Linked DNA regions of Mus musculus: region 2 is linked to region 1. A link is a contact called in public Hi-C data. All regions are on one chromosome and are shown on one strand. Each heading gives the region's core, a stretch centred on a gene start, on an enhancer-like site or on the middle of the called end of the contact. The rest is flanking DNA. Distances are from core to core; before and after follow the strand shown. Region 1 holds the start of Anapc4 (anaphase promoting complex subunit 4). Region 2 holds the start of Rbpj (recombination signal binding protein for immunoglobulin kappa J region).

The links. A called contact is a pair of places that touch in the nucleus more often than the background predicts.
Region 2: a contact with region 1 is called in a Hi-C map of CD8 T cells, with 10 times the contacts expected there. The contact joins the promoter of Rbpj here to the promoter of Anapc4 in region 1. A contact is called at or near these places in 1 of 15 datasets of contacts at CTCF or cohesin (large pre-B cells), 9 of 484 Hi-C or Micro-C datasets (CD4 T cells, CD8 T cells, LSK cells and 3 more), 4 of 115 datasets of contacts at active chromatin or transcription factors (astrocytes, extraembryonic endoderm stem cells, large pre-B cells and 1 more) and 1 of 9 other capture datasets (liver).

The regions. Positions count from the first base shown.
Region 1 is chr5:52,831,173-52,837,206 of GRCm38.p6, reverse strand. It overlaps Anapc4 (anaphase promoting complex subunit 4), which reads right to left and starts at 3,072. Exons shown (of 28, transcript NM_024213.2): 1 at 2,815-3,072; 2 at 1,424-1,529. The coding sequence starts at 2,943.
Region 2 is chr5:53,587,352-53,593,385 of GRCm38.p6, reverse strand. It overlaps Rbpj (recombination signal binding protein for immunoglobulin kappa J region), which reads right to left and starts at 2,900. Exons shown (of 11, transcript NM_001080927.2): 1 at 2,662-2,900. The coding sequence starts at 2,681.

The sequences.
Region 1 (6,034 bases), core at 1,823-4,322:
ACTTAACATTCAAAGCGGCAAATCTGTTTACACTGGCCTGAACTAAGCCTATCGGAATAGATGAATTCAGATCAAAATGCACAAACAGATCTCTACACACATTGTCAGAGCTGCTCACCAAAACAGCTATCAAACAAGCTTTAAGTACTTATATTTATTTAAAAAAAAAAAAAAAAGAAAAAGAAAAAAACAAAACTAAGCAGGAGGACATACTCATATTACAAATGTAATTTATTTTTTTTCTTAAAGTACCTTCAGGCTTGCTCAACCTTTTGCCACAGTGATACAATGTAGTTAACCATGAAGTTCACATTAGAGAACTATGCAATCACATTACAAAAAACAAAAAAAAAAAAAGAAAAAAGAAAAAAAAATAAGAATAATAATAGAGAAACCCTCCACAAACAAAGAAACAAAAAAAAAAAAAAAAAACCCAAAGTTTTGAGGACGTTAAAATTTTGTGCTGGGCCATATTCATTGTTATACAGAGTCCCATGTGACTTATAGACCACAAGCTGGACACCCTGATAAACTTCAAGCTGCAGCCCATAGCAATTTACTATTCTAACACTAGGACTAACTGCTCCAGAAACTATCAATTTAAGAAACTAAACAAGACAGCACAGTGGTGGTGCAAGCCTTTAATCCCAGCACTTGGGAGGCAGAGGCAGGAGATTTCTGAGTTCGAGGCCATCCTGGTCTACAGAATGAGTTCCAGGACAGCCAGGACTACACAGAGAAACCCTGTCTTGAAAAACAAACAAACAAACAAACAAACTAAACAAGATACACACACACACACACACCCCCATGGAAGATGAATGATCTGAGCCACGACAGCAGGAAAAGACCTTTGGGAAATGTAGAGTCACAGTGCGCAGCCCCTCCTGAGTGGTAGCTTACATAGAGGAGATTTATGAACCTCACATTTAGTACTAACTGAATTTGGGGGAGAAAAAGACTGTGATGGCACTGAATGGACTCATGAGTGGTGAATGGTACTTGGATCAAATGATGTAGGACAAGAGAGCAGAGAGAGCCAAAGCCAATTATTCTGCAAATGTCTCAGACTTTGATCCTATCTGCCACAAAGCCAGGGCTCATTAAAGACTTATCCCTGCCAACAACAGACTTTCATGAAAAATATAAGCATTCTAATAAGAAAAAAAAGTCTCAAACTAGTACTTATAGTTCTAATATAGGGCCAGATACGGTAGGCCACACATGTCCTTAATCTCAGCACCTGGGAGGCAGAAGCAGGTGGATCTCTGGTTTACACAAAGAGTCCTAGGCCAGTCAGGGTTATACAGTAAGACCTATACAACAGAAACAAAACCATAATTCTAAAATATACCAAGAAAAAGTACTGTTTTTAGACTATCCTTTTGGAAATAAGAGATACACGTTTGTAGCATTATCATACGTTTGCCGTCTGGTCTCCAGGCCAAGCAGGTCACTTCTTTTCCTGTACTTTCATTTGGTGGGAAACTCCAAACTCGATGAAAACTTGCAAGGCGATGCAGCAAAACCTAAGATGAAAAGACATGATAGCAGAAAGCTGCAAACTCACCTGCAGAGATAAAATGAACCTAGACCCACAGAACAAAAATTTTAATTACTACTTTTGAGTATTTTTTTTTGCAATCTACAGAACAACAGTGTCCAAACGAATGTAAGACATTTTCAAAGAAATGGGTGAACTCAGAAGGCCCAACTTAGTCCTGTACTCTACATATTTTCTTTCTTTTTTTTTTTTTAAGGTACACCTACATGTATGTATTTGTACCACATTTGTGCAGTCAGTGCCCCAGGAGGCCAGAAGAGGCCATCAGTTCTCCCTGGAACTGAAGCTACCGACAGTTGTGACCATGTGGGTGCTATGAACCAAACCTAGGTCATTTATAAGAACAGCAAGTGCTCTTGATAGCTGAGCCATGTCTCCAGCCCCTTTTGTATCTTTTAAACTTACCTTTTTGAAAAGGTTAAAAAGCCTATCCAAGACAATAGACAAAAGAAGTAACACAAACAACATGAATATGTAGGTGACATAGTAAAATAACAACAATAATGACTGCACTCTTAGCCCACGCCTTAGCTATGTCACCAGCCATGGATCTTAGAGACAGAGCCGTGCCACACAACACGATAATGCAATCTGGCACACTAAGCATTTCTGGGTGCTAGGCCTTCCTTACCACCTAGTTTTACATAGGTGAGGGTGCTAAGTGGCATGGATGATGGGACCCTTTCAAGATGGCTGTCAGGTAATAGTCATCCTCCACAGAAAGATGGGTATCTAGTTGTACTTGATATCGCATGTTCACGTTCCTAATGTCAGAAATGCTAACTGACAACGTCCACACGCATTCTGTCTGCAATTCTGTGAGGCATCAGCCTTTCAACTTAAAGATCTTCTAAATAGCTAGATGTAACAAAGATGTAAAACCTCGGAACCAAGCATCCTCTGTAGCAACTGCACACACACACACACTTCCAGTTGGACTTGACAGTTCATCTTCATTCTCTACTAATCTGAAACCAACTTTGGGCGGGGTCTGATGGTGCATCCCTGGCCAAATCAATTCCTGGAGTCCTGGGTGTGCAGAACTTGGAGGGAATTTGTTCTTCTGGGCCATACAGGAAATGGAATACACATCCTGTCTGGAAGGCACAGTATTTTACACAGTCTCTTAAAGTTAACAGCCATGCTGAGATGTAGGGGCAGGAGAGATGTGCGATTCGCCACGTCTGCCAAAGGGGAAACTGAGGCTCGAGGGTCCCAGCCCAGGCGACCTCTCTCACCAGCTCACTTACCTCGCCTGTAGTGTTGGCCAAAGCAATGAGGTCTCGCTTGGGGGACCAGGCCAAGAAAATAATCTCCTGTGGCAGCTGCTTCTCTCCCACCACCCGAAAGGATGGGAAACAGGTCGGAAAGCGCAGCATGGGTGCGGCCCTGCAACGACGTGCGCGAGAAGGCCGCCGGAGCACCCGGCCACAAAGCTCTGGCACAAAGCCCTGCCAGCAGCGGTACCTGCCAGAGTCGCAGACTCGGCCTACTCCTAGCCAGCGGCCTTCCCCGCCCTCTCACTCCGCCCTCCGCGCTCGGAGAAAGCTTCCGGCGCCGACGCCGGGACGTCTTCGCGAGAGGAAGTGAGTGGCACAGCAGCCGCGCGCCGGTGGGGCGGGGAGAGCGCAGGGCGGGGCTTGATGTAGGGCGGAGCCGTGTGGGCGGGGCGAGCGAGTGCTTAGGGCAAAGTTAGCCTAGGCTACAGCGGGTGAGGGCGGGGCTAGAAGGGAGCGGAGCTAGGCCGTAGCTGGGCGTGGCTAGGGCGGAGCGAGCTCTGGTGTCTCGGAGGTCCCCTACTCTGGGCTGCCCGCTGCACAGCAAGTACCAAAGGAATCCTTAACCCTGTATACGCGGACGTGTGGGAACCCTTCCAGGCCTTTTCCGTTTGCTCAGAAATTCGCTGCTGTGTACACAATCCCTTTTGTTCTAGGTTTAGGCTCTAATCAAAACTCCGGACTCACACACTGGACCTCCTTTGGCACACAGTCGTTTTCAGCCCTGGATGCATTGTAGAATTTAAAACAACAAACCTCTCTATCAGGCAGCATTTTAGCAAATTAAAAGAGGGTTAACATTGGACGGAAATCACCATTTAAAAAGAAAACAAAACACTGAATGATTCCTATCTACAGACATATACTGTTAAAGTGCTTGCACCCTCCCTAACAGGGACAAATAGTGTGTTTTCTTTCGCCTTATTTAAATGATTTCTTGACTTGTAGCAAACTCACCACAGTTAAGAGGAAACAGGATTTATTCTGTGGCTATCTAAGCATTCAATTTTGTGAGAAAATGTGGACAGACACTGCCCAGGCAACCTCAATTGTCAATCTGTTGATCACAACTGCTCTGGGTTTTAAGTATAAAGACCACTCTGCAAGAAGGGAGAGCAAAGTAAGTCTACATTTTATCATCAGTAGTACTGTTTATCAAAACTGTTTCCCTCTGTCATGGTTTGAATATGCTTTGCCCAGGGGGTGGCACCATTTGGAGGTGTGGCCTTGTTGGAGTAGGTGTGTCACTGTGGGTGTGAGCTTTAAGACCTCATCCTAGCTGCCTTGAAGTCAGTATGCTGCTAGCAGACTTGATATGAAGTAGTAGAGCTCTCAGCTTCTCCTGCACCATGCCTGCCTGGATGCTGCCATGTTCCCACCTTGATGATGTCCGACTGAACCTCTGAACTCAGAGATCTGCATGGCTCTGCCGCCTGTAATGCTGGAATTAAAGGTGTATACCACCATGCCTGAATCTAAACTTAGCTGGATGGGATCTTACCCCCAATCCCTTAATCTTTTATTTCCTAGAACGTAAGATTCAGCTCCATTTCACTTCCTGGTGCCCCTTTAATATGTGAACCACATTTTGTATTTTTCCTTTCTAAACTTGCTATGCTTATTTAAAATGTTCTTCATGAGACTTAACCAGAGAACAAGGTCTCTGCTGGGCTTTTTTGAGACTTTGTCAATGCAATTAATATAAGTCTCTTTATCTTAGACTCAGGTAGACTCTTAAGACAAAGGCAAAAAGCAGCCACAATCTTCACCAAAACACTACAAAAACAGTTTCTGGGCCATATTGAAACTTTCCTCCACTGAACCGTCTTGAGCCAATTCTGAACAGTTCAAATCAATCTCAGCAACTAAATCTTTCATATTCTTACTAGGATAGCCCATTAAGCCCCACTTAAAGCATTCAACTGCTTTCCAAATCCAAAGTCCCCAAATCCACATTCTTCCAGACAAAAGGCCTATCACAGCAATACCCCACTTCTGGTACCAACTTCAATCTTAGTAAGAGTTTTTACTGCTGTGAACAGACACCATGACCAAGGCAACTCTTATAAGGACAACATTTAATTGGGGCTGTCTTACAGGCTCAGAATTTCAGTCCAGTCCATTATCATCAAGGTGGGGACATGGCAGCATTCAGGTAGGCATGGTGCTGGAGGAGCTGGGAGCTTTACATCTTCATCTGAAGGCTGCTGGCAGAATACTGACTTCCAGGCAGCTAGGGTGAGGTCTTAAAGCCCATACCCACAGTGACATACCTACTCCAACAAGGCCATACCTCCAAATTTCACACCCTGGGCAAAGCATATTCAAACCACGATGCCCCCACAACTTCACTTACTGTTTTTGGAAAGAAATCCAGAGACTAACTCACGTGATTCCAGTTTGAATAGTTTCTAGTAAGAGTTCTAGAGCCATAATATTTGCATTTATATGAAACAAACACTTAGTAATATGATTATTGTTACATATAAAACAAACACCACACTGCATAGTAAGTAATACATGATAATTATTAACACAACACATCTATCTACCTTTAAGGAAGTCCCAGATTTGGTAAAATATGATAACTATTGGCTTGCTCAATGTAGTTAAAAAAAAAAATCAAACCAAATGTCCAACCATAGGAACATTTTCTGAACTTTTTTTTTTTTTTTTGGATATGGCATAGTCATCCTCTTCAGGATCTTCCATCTTTATAGACATAAATTCTTGTATTTATGAAAAGATACAGAACATTAGACAGTGTGATGGTTTGTATATTCTTAGGCCAGGGAATGGCACCATTTGGAGGTGTGACCTGGTTGGAGTAGGTCTAACCTGGTTGGAGTAGGTGTGTCACTGTGGGTGTGGTCATAAGATCCTCACCCTAGCTACCTGGAAGTCAGTCTTCCACTAGCAGCCTTTGGACGAAGATGTAGAACTCTCAGCTCTGCCTGCGCCATGCCTGCCTGGTTACTGCCAAGCTCCCACCTTGATGGTAATGGACTGAACCTCTGAATCTGTAAGCCAGCCCCAATTAAATATTGTTTTTTATAAGACTTGCCTTGGTCATGGTGTCTGTTCACAGCAGTAAAACCCTAAGACAGAAGTTGGTACTGGGAGTGGGGTATTGCTGTGATAGGCCTGACCATGCTTTTATTTGAAAGAATGTGGATTTGGGGACTTTGGATTT
Region 2 (6,034 bases), core at 1,651-4,150, 760 kb before region 1:
CTTGCTTTCAAGCCAAGTCTTATTTCAAAAACTAAGTAAACCTCAGAATTAAAACAGGTAAGACCTTTAGAACATAACCATTTCCTTCTAACGCTGGACCCATCCATAATACCAACGATTATCTAAGGAATCACAGCTGGCCATAGCAGCTTTTTACTTGTATATTTTACCCACTTAAGAGATCATACAAGTCTGTGAGTATACATCAAGAAGTAACTTTTACCTAAACTTAACTGTTTAAAACTGAGTGCCTAGACGTATGTAATAGAACGATTCCCCACAAACATGTCGGGGTAATAAGTTTAAAGATGAAATAATACTCAGAAAGGTACCCAGCCACCGTTCATTATATTTCCAAATGCCCACTGTCTAAGTTAAGGCACCATTTTTATTTCACTCCTAGCCTTTGGGCTGAAAGTATAAAAGTCTCACATGCTTAGAAACAACCCCCTCAAGTTGTGAAGCTAACTTTATGATGTCTTTGTGATCGTTCTCAAATGCATAAATCAGAACAAACTACATTGCATTACTATACAGAATTTGCACTGTGCTCACGATCAGAACCAGTGTGCCCAATTTTAGCCTCGAGTTATGCACTAAGTATGAAACAAATGCAAATTCTCACAATTTCATGTATGTTCATAAAGTGTGCCTTATACTGCAAGTATTCCGCCTATAAATTCTAATAACCACGTTTTTAAAAAGCTTTCCAAAGTGCCAACATTCCTTAGACCTCATCTTCTATGTCCTCAACAACTCTTTGTGTACAACTTTATATAGAGAAGAAGCTGCATATGACTTTAAGGGTAATGTATCTTCTAAAAGTAGTGATCAACTAGTGGAAGAATATTTCTGAACAATACATTCAGTATTTACAACCCTAAATTATTTCAACCCTGATGCAGTAATTCAGGCCATTAGTATACAATATCCTACACCACACCCCCAGACTTCACCCAAGCTTTTAACATTACCATAACAATAAGAGCTGAAAACAACTTAATGCTCAAGTAACATAAGGAAGTACCTTTTAAGATAACCAAACTGAAAGCTACCAGTCTTTAGACTGCCCGTAATTAATGTATCCCACAAAGATCCTCAAAGCAGTATTCATCAAACCAAAACTACACTCTGCTCTTTGGCACCTGATTCCCAACGTCGGAATAGGAGTTGCCACACATCCACAGAAGTAAAAATCACAAACTACACACTCAAACTGCAAATTCAAACAACCATAAATGGTAAACTCATTTAAATTATGAAGAAGCAAGCCATTGATCAAATTCCCAAGCCAGATGTCTCCGAAAAGTCATTAAAACTGTAGATACAAATTCCAGGGGAAAAAAAAAAAGATAAACTTCATCAGCCCAACATTCACAAGTTTACAACATCAAAATTCACTCACCTCCTATTCACATCAAACGCACATCCACTGCGAATATCTGAAACTATTCTCCATCACCAACAGGGGGTGGGGTGGGGGGGTGGGAAGTACCTTTGAGCCTACTTCTAACAGTCTTAAAATATACCCTTCCATTAGCCCTCAGGTAACCCAGGTGCAAGGCTACTGCGGATGCCCTTGGCCTGGGGCCGTCAGAAGCCAATGATGGGGACGGCAATAACCATCAAGAAATCGAGATCCTTTTCCAGCGCTACTCTTACCAAGCAAAACAATCACGGGCCCAGAAAGATGGCAAAGAAAAGTGGGGTCGTTTTAATCCCAAGAGAGGGGCGCATAGGGGTGGGTAGGGGTGTGATCCCGAGAGAAATGGGTGCGAAGGAAGAAAGGAGGGGCGCGGAAGGAGCAAACTTAAGTATCTCAAGCATCTCCCAGACTCAAACAACAAAAGCAAACCCTAGAGTCTGTGCGCACTTAGAAGCACCAGATGGAGTCCCCGGGGTTGAGACAGTTCAACAGACAGACACAGTGGGCAGCGGATAAATCAGGCAGTGACGCGAGGGGAAGGGGATGCTAAGAGAATGAGACACTACATAGGGGAGACAAAGCCTTGGGGGGGGGGGGTGAGGACCAAAGAGAAAAAGGTGAGAGGGGATACACACGAGAAAGACAATGGAAGAAAGAGAACGGCAGTAATCTGGTGCCAGGGCTATGGCAGGTCACCCAGCTACTGAAGAGAGGGATACAACAAAGGGGCACGGGAGGAGGGACAGCGGGCGGAGTGGAGGTGCAGACGGGATGCGGGGCGCGCAGCGGCTCCCACAGAGAGCCTAAGGCGGCGAAACAAAGGGCTGGGGGCAGAATCGCGGGGGGCAGCGCACACAGACAAAGCGCTCCGGCGCCCAGGGCAGCGGCTGGGAGGACAGGCGACGCGGGCCACGCACGGGGAACAAAGCTGCGCCGGGATCCCCGCCAGGCCCGCCGAGGGGGGCGCGCGCCGGGCACGGTGCCTACGGCCCCGCGCGCCGGCCGCACTCCGCCCGCAGCCGCCGGCCTCGCCACCGCCCGCCCTCACGCGCCCGGAGCCCGCTCCACCGCGGCGCACGGGCGAGCCCCGCACCGGCCCGCGCCATCGCGTCGCCGCCCCGCGCCGCCTCCCGAGGCCCCGGCGCGCCGCGCGGCCCCGGCCCGCCGCCTGCCGCCGGCGGTCAGACGCCCGCAACTTTCCCGGTTCCCAGCACTCGCTGCCCCCTCAGACTTACCCTGTCACAACAGGCGCCATCTTCCACAAACTCTCGCCAAAACTCCAACCCTCGCGAGATTCCCCCCGCCGCCTTTCCCTGCTCCTCTCCCCCGCCCCTTCCCTCGGCCTCGCCGATCGCTGCCACCCGGCCCCCGCGCCGTCTTTCCCCGCTTCGCCGCCGCCGCCGCCGGGAGCCAGCCGCCTCGCGCCGCCCGCGGACTAAGGGATCTGCTCACTGCCTTTCCCTAGAAACCTACCCCGCCGATGGAGCATGCGCAGGCCGCTCCTCCGCGGACAAGCCCTCCGAGTAGTCCATGGGGAGCGCTCCGGTTATCCGGGTTTTGGGACGCGCCCTCGGGGACGTACGTGGAGACTGAGGAAAACCGGAGGGCATTACTACGGGGACCGGGACTGGAGGGGTCAGGAGGCGGGGCCCCGGGGCCGGGAGGAGGGGTCCTGGGAAAATGCGAGCGTCTCACAGGCCTAGAGGAGACGCCTCCTCGAGTGGGTGTTTTCCAAGTGGCTTCCCGCTCGCCGCGGGTTCCCAGCCTTTTTCATTCATTCCGACGTTCACTGGACACCTCCCTTATGCTAATCTCAGTATCAGGTGCCGGAGCGGCGGAGATCGGGACAGAGCCCCGGTCCCCGGTGACCTGCCAGCGACTGTCTCCATTCATTTGCTCCCGCACGACCCGCACACGCGGCGAGACAGGCGTGATCGCCGCGTGAGCTGACCCTTCCCAAGAGCTCTGCAGGGGAAAAGCATTAGGGGATAAGCTCTGTGCCTTTCGCCGCTTCTCCCCGATGCGAGCTGGGGTCATCCCGAGGTCAGCCTCGCGCAAAGGTGTCCCCCCTAACCCCCCGATGTTCACTTTGCACCCACACGTCAGAGCCCCGAATGGTTGTCCCCAGAGCCACCACTACAAGCCCGGGCACTTGGGAGCGAGCTACCCGCCCAGCTCCGACTGCCTGGGGAACTCATGGCAGCAGCCAGCTTGCAGGATGTAGGTGTGGGTGCAGACGTGTAGGTAACTGCCTAGAAACAGCTCCTCCGGCGGTGGCCCGATGCTGTCGCCCGATGCTTGTCTTGCCTGGGACACCTCTCGGCAGGTGGTGGCCCGAGACCTGTCCCTCCGGTCCCCTACCTGCTGATCCTCCCTGCTCCCCCCCCCCCCCCTTCCCGGCCCTTTGCTTTCCAAGAGATTTCCCAGCTCCTGCATTGCCTGCCTCCCGCAGGGAGCCACAAAAAACCCGGAGAACTGGATCAGCCCGCCCGAGACCCGCTCCGGAGCGCCGCAGGATTGGCGCGGCGCGCTCGCGCCACTGCGCATGTGCGCAATGCGGGCAGCCGGAGTCTCACGCTACACCTCCTCCCGAGCGCCTTCCACCGCTCGGCTCAGACACAACACGGGCCGTGGGAAATTTCCTAAGCCTCGCGAGAACGCGCTCTCCTACCCACCCCGCGGGCGGCTGGGCGTGCGCCCTACATCGCGCAGAGCCGGGGCCCCGACAGGTGTTCGTCCCGTGCGGCTCCCGGGACGCGGAAGGCAGGGTCCGACAGGCGCCCGCGAGGCGGGGCGGGGCGGGGCGGTGGGCGCGTGGCGGGGAGCGGCGGGCTGAGGCCGCCCCGGCACACTCACGCACGCGCCGGGGAGGCTTCCTGTCGCCCTCCCGAGCCTGGTACTTTCCTGAAATGTGACAGACGTGGTGCCCCCCGCCTCCGGGAGCTGTCAGCCAGCCCCGTGTCGGCTTTGAGTCATGCATCTGAGTCACCTAGTCTGGCCTCCACTTCACTTGCTCTACAACAAGTTTGGATTCCCTTAACTATTCTAGCAATGGTTGGTTTGGGGTTTTTTTGTTTGTTTGTTTGTTTTGTTTTTGTTTTGTTTTTTGTTTTGTTTTGTTTTCCTTTATAGTGTCTTCGATGGCTTTGTGAGCCGGCAAGGCTCCGGGAAAGCTGAGCTTAGCGATCTCAAACGTTTGCATTGTGGTACGAGAACACGATTTAAATAGCTTCCCCTTAGTCTGTTCCTAGCCTTTAAAGGAATCCTACATACATACCAGTTTCTGTCTCCCCTCCCCCCCAGATGACTTAAAACGCCAGTTTTGTTTCCTTCCTCTTTCTATTCTTTTGTAGCAAGCATCCCGTTCTAGGTACTGTTTCATCAGATACGTTAGTGGCTGCTGTTCTCCACGCACCCTTTTTGAATTCATTTACTTGCCCAAGAGCTGTCAGAACCCTTCTTCACTCTGCCACTTTTCAGATTGGCGTGGTGCTGTGTAGGACTAGTGTCTTGCTAGCATCATGCACCCACAAATGAAGACTGGGTTTTGACATTTAAAGGACAGTGAACCCTCTAATAGCTAATGTCTCCTGGTTGAAATAAAGCTTTGCTTACTGAAGGTTTGTTAAGGGTATGCGATATGTGTTTGCCTATCGCTTTATTTATTTACTTCCCATTTTTAAAAGGACGTATGCCCATTTAATACGCTATGTCAAAACATGTCTCATCCAGAACAAGAGAGTGTTGCGGAGGTAAAATGCCTTTAAACGTTTCCTCAAGGATTTTTAGGCCTAGTGTGACGGTTTGTGACACTAATGTTGGACGGAAGGCCATGAGACCTTGGAAAGCCTTGATAGTCATAAAACTAATCTCAACTCAAACGCTCCACCTAAGGTGTTTTCCTTTCTCAGTAATGCCAATTCCTTTGCCCTCACTTAAGAGGACCTTGGAATTACTTTTGCTTTTATATATATATATATATATATATATATATATATATATATATATATCACACATTCAGGATTGCACCGGCAAGAAAAATCATGCTAGTCAGATCTATTAGTCTATTTTCTAATCCATAATATGTAAGGAAAGGAAGCTAATATTGCTCCCAGCTTTGGAGGGTGCCGGAGCAAATGATACTAACATCTGTTTGGTTGTCGCAAGTCCTCCTTAACAGATGGTGTCACAATAATAGAAGTATGTGCACACGGATAGGTCACGTAGACTGGAAGATAGAAAACTAGAGGTAGAACGGGAGCCAGGTTTATTCTTTTTAGAGTAACTTTTTTTTCTTTTAAAGATCAAGTTATCTTTTCTTTCTTTTTTTTTTAAATATGTGTGGGTCTGCACAGGCCATGGCACACGTGGAGGTCAGAGAACAACTTGCAGTTTATTCTCACCTACTAGGTGGGTTCCAGGGATCAATCTCTGGTTGCCAGATTTGATGCCACTAGGCATCAAATATCGGCCACTAGGCCCAACTTCTTGAAAATTCCACTACTTCTCACGTTATTACTTTGGGCTCCAAGATTGTGCAAGAACCTGGGATCACAAGTGAACTAGTCTCAAACCACGTACAATACCTTCAAAGTAGACCTAGATCCT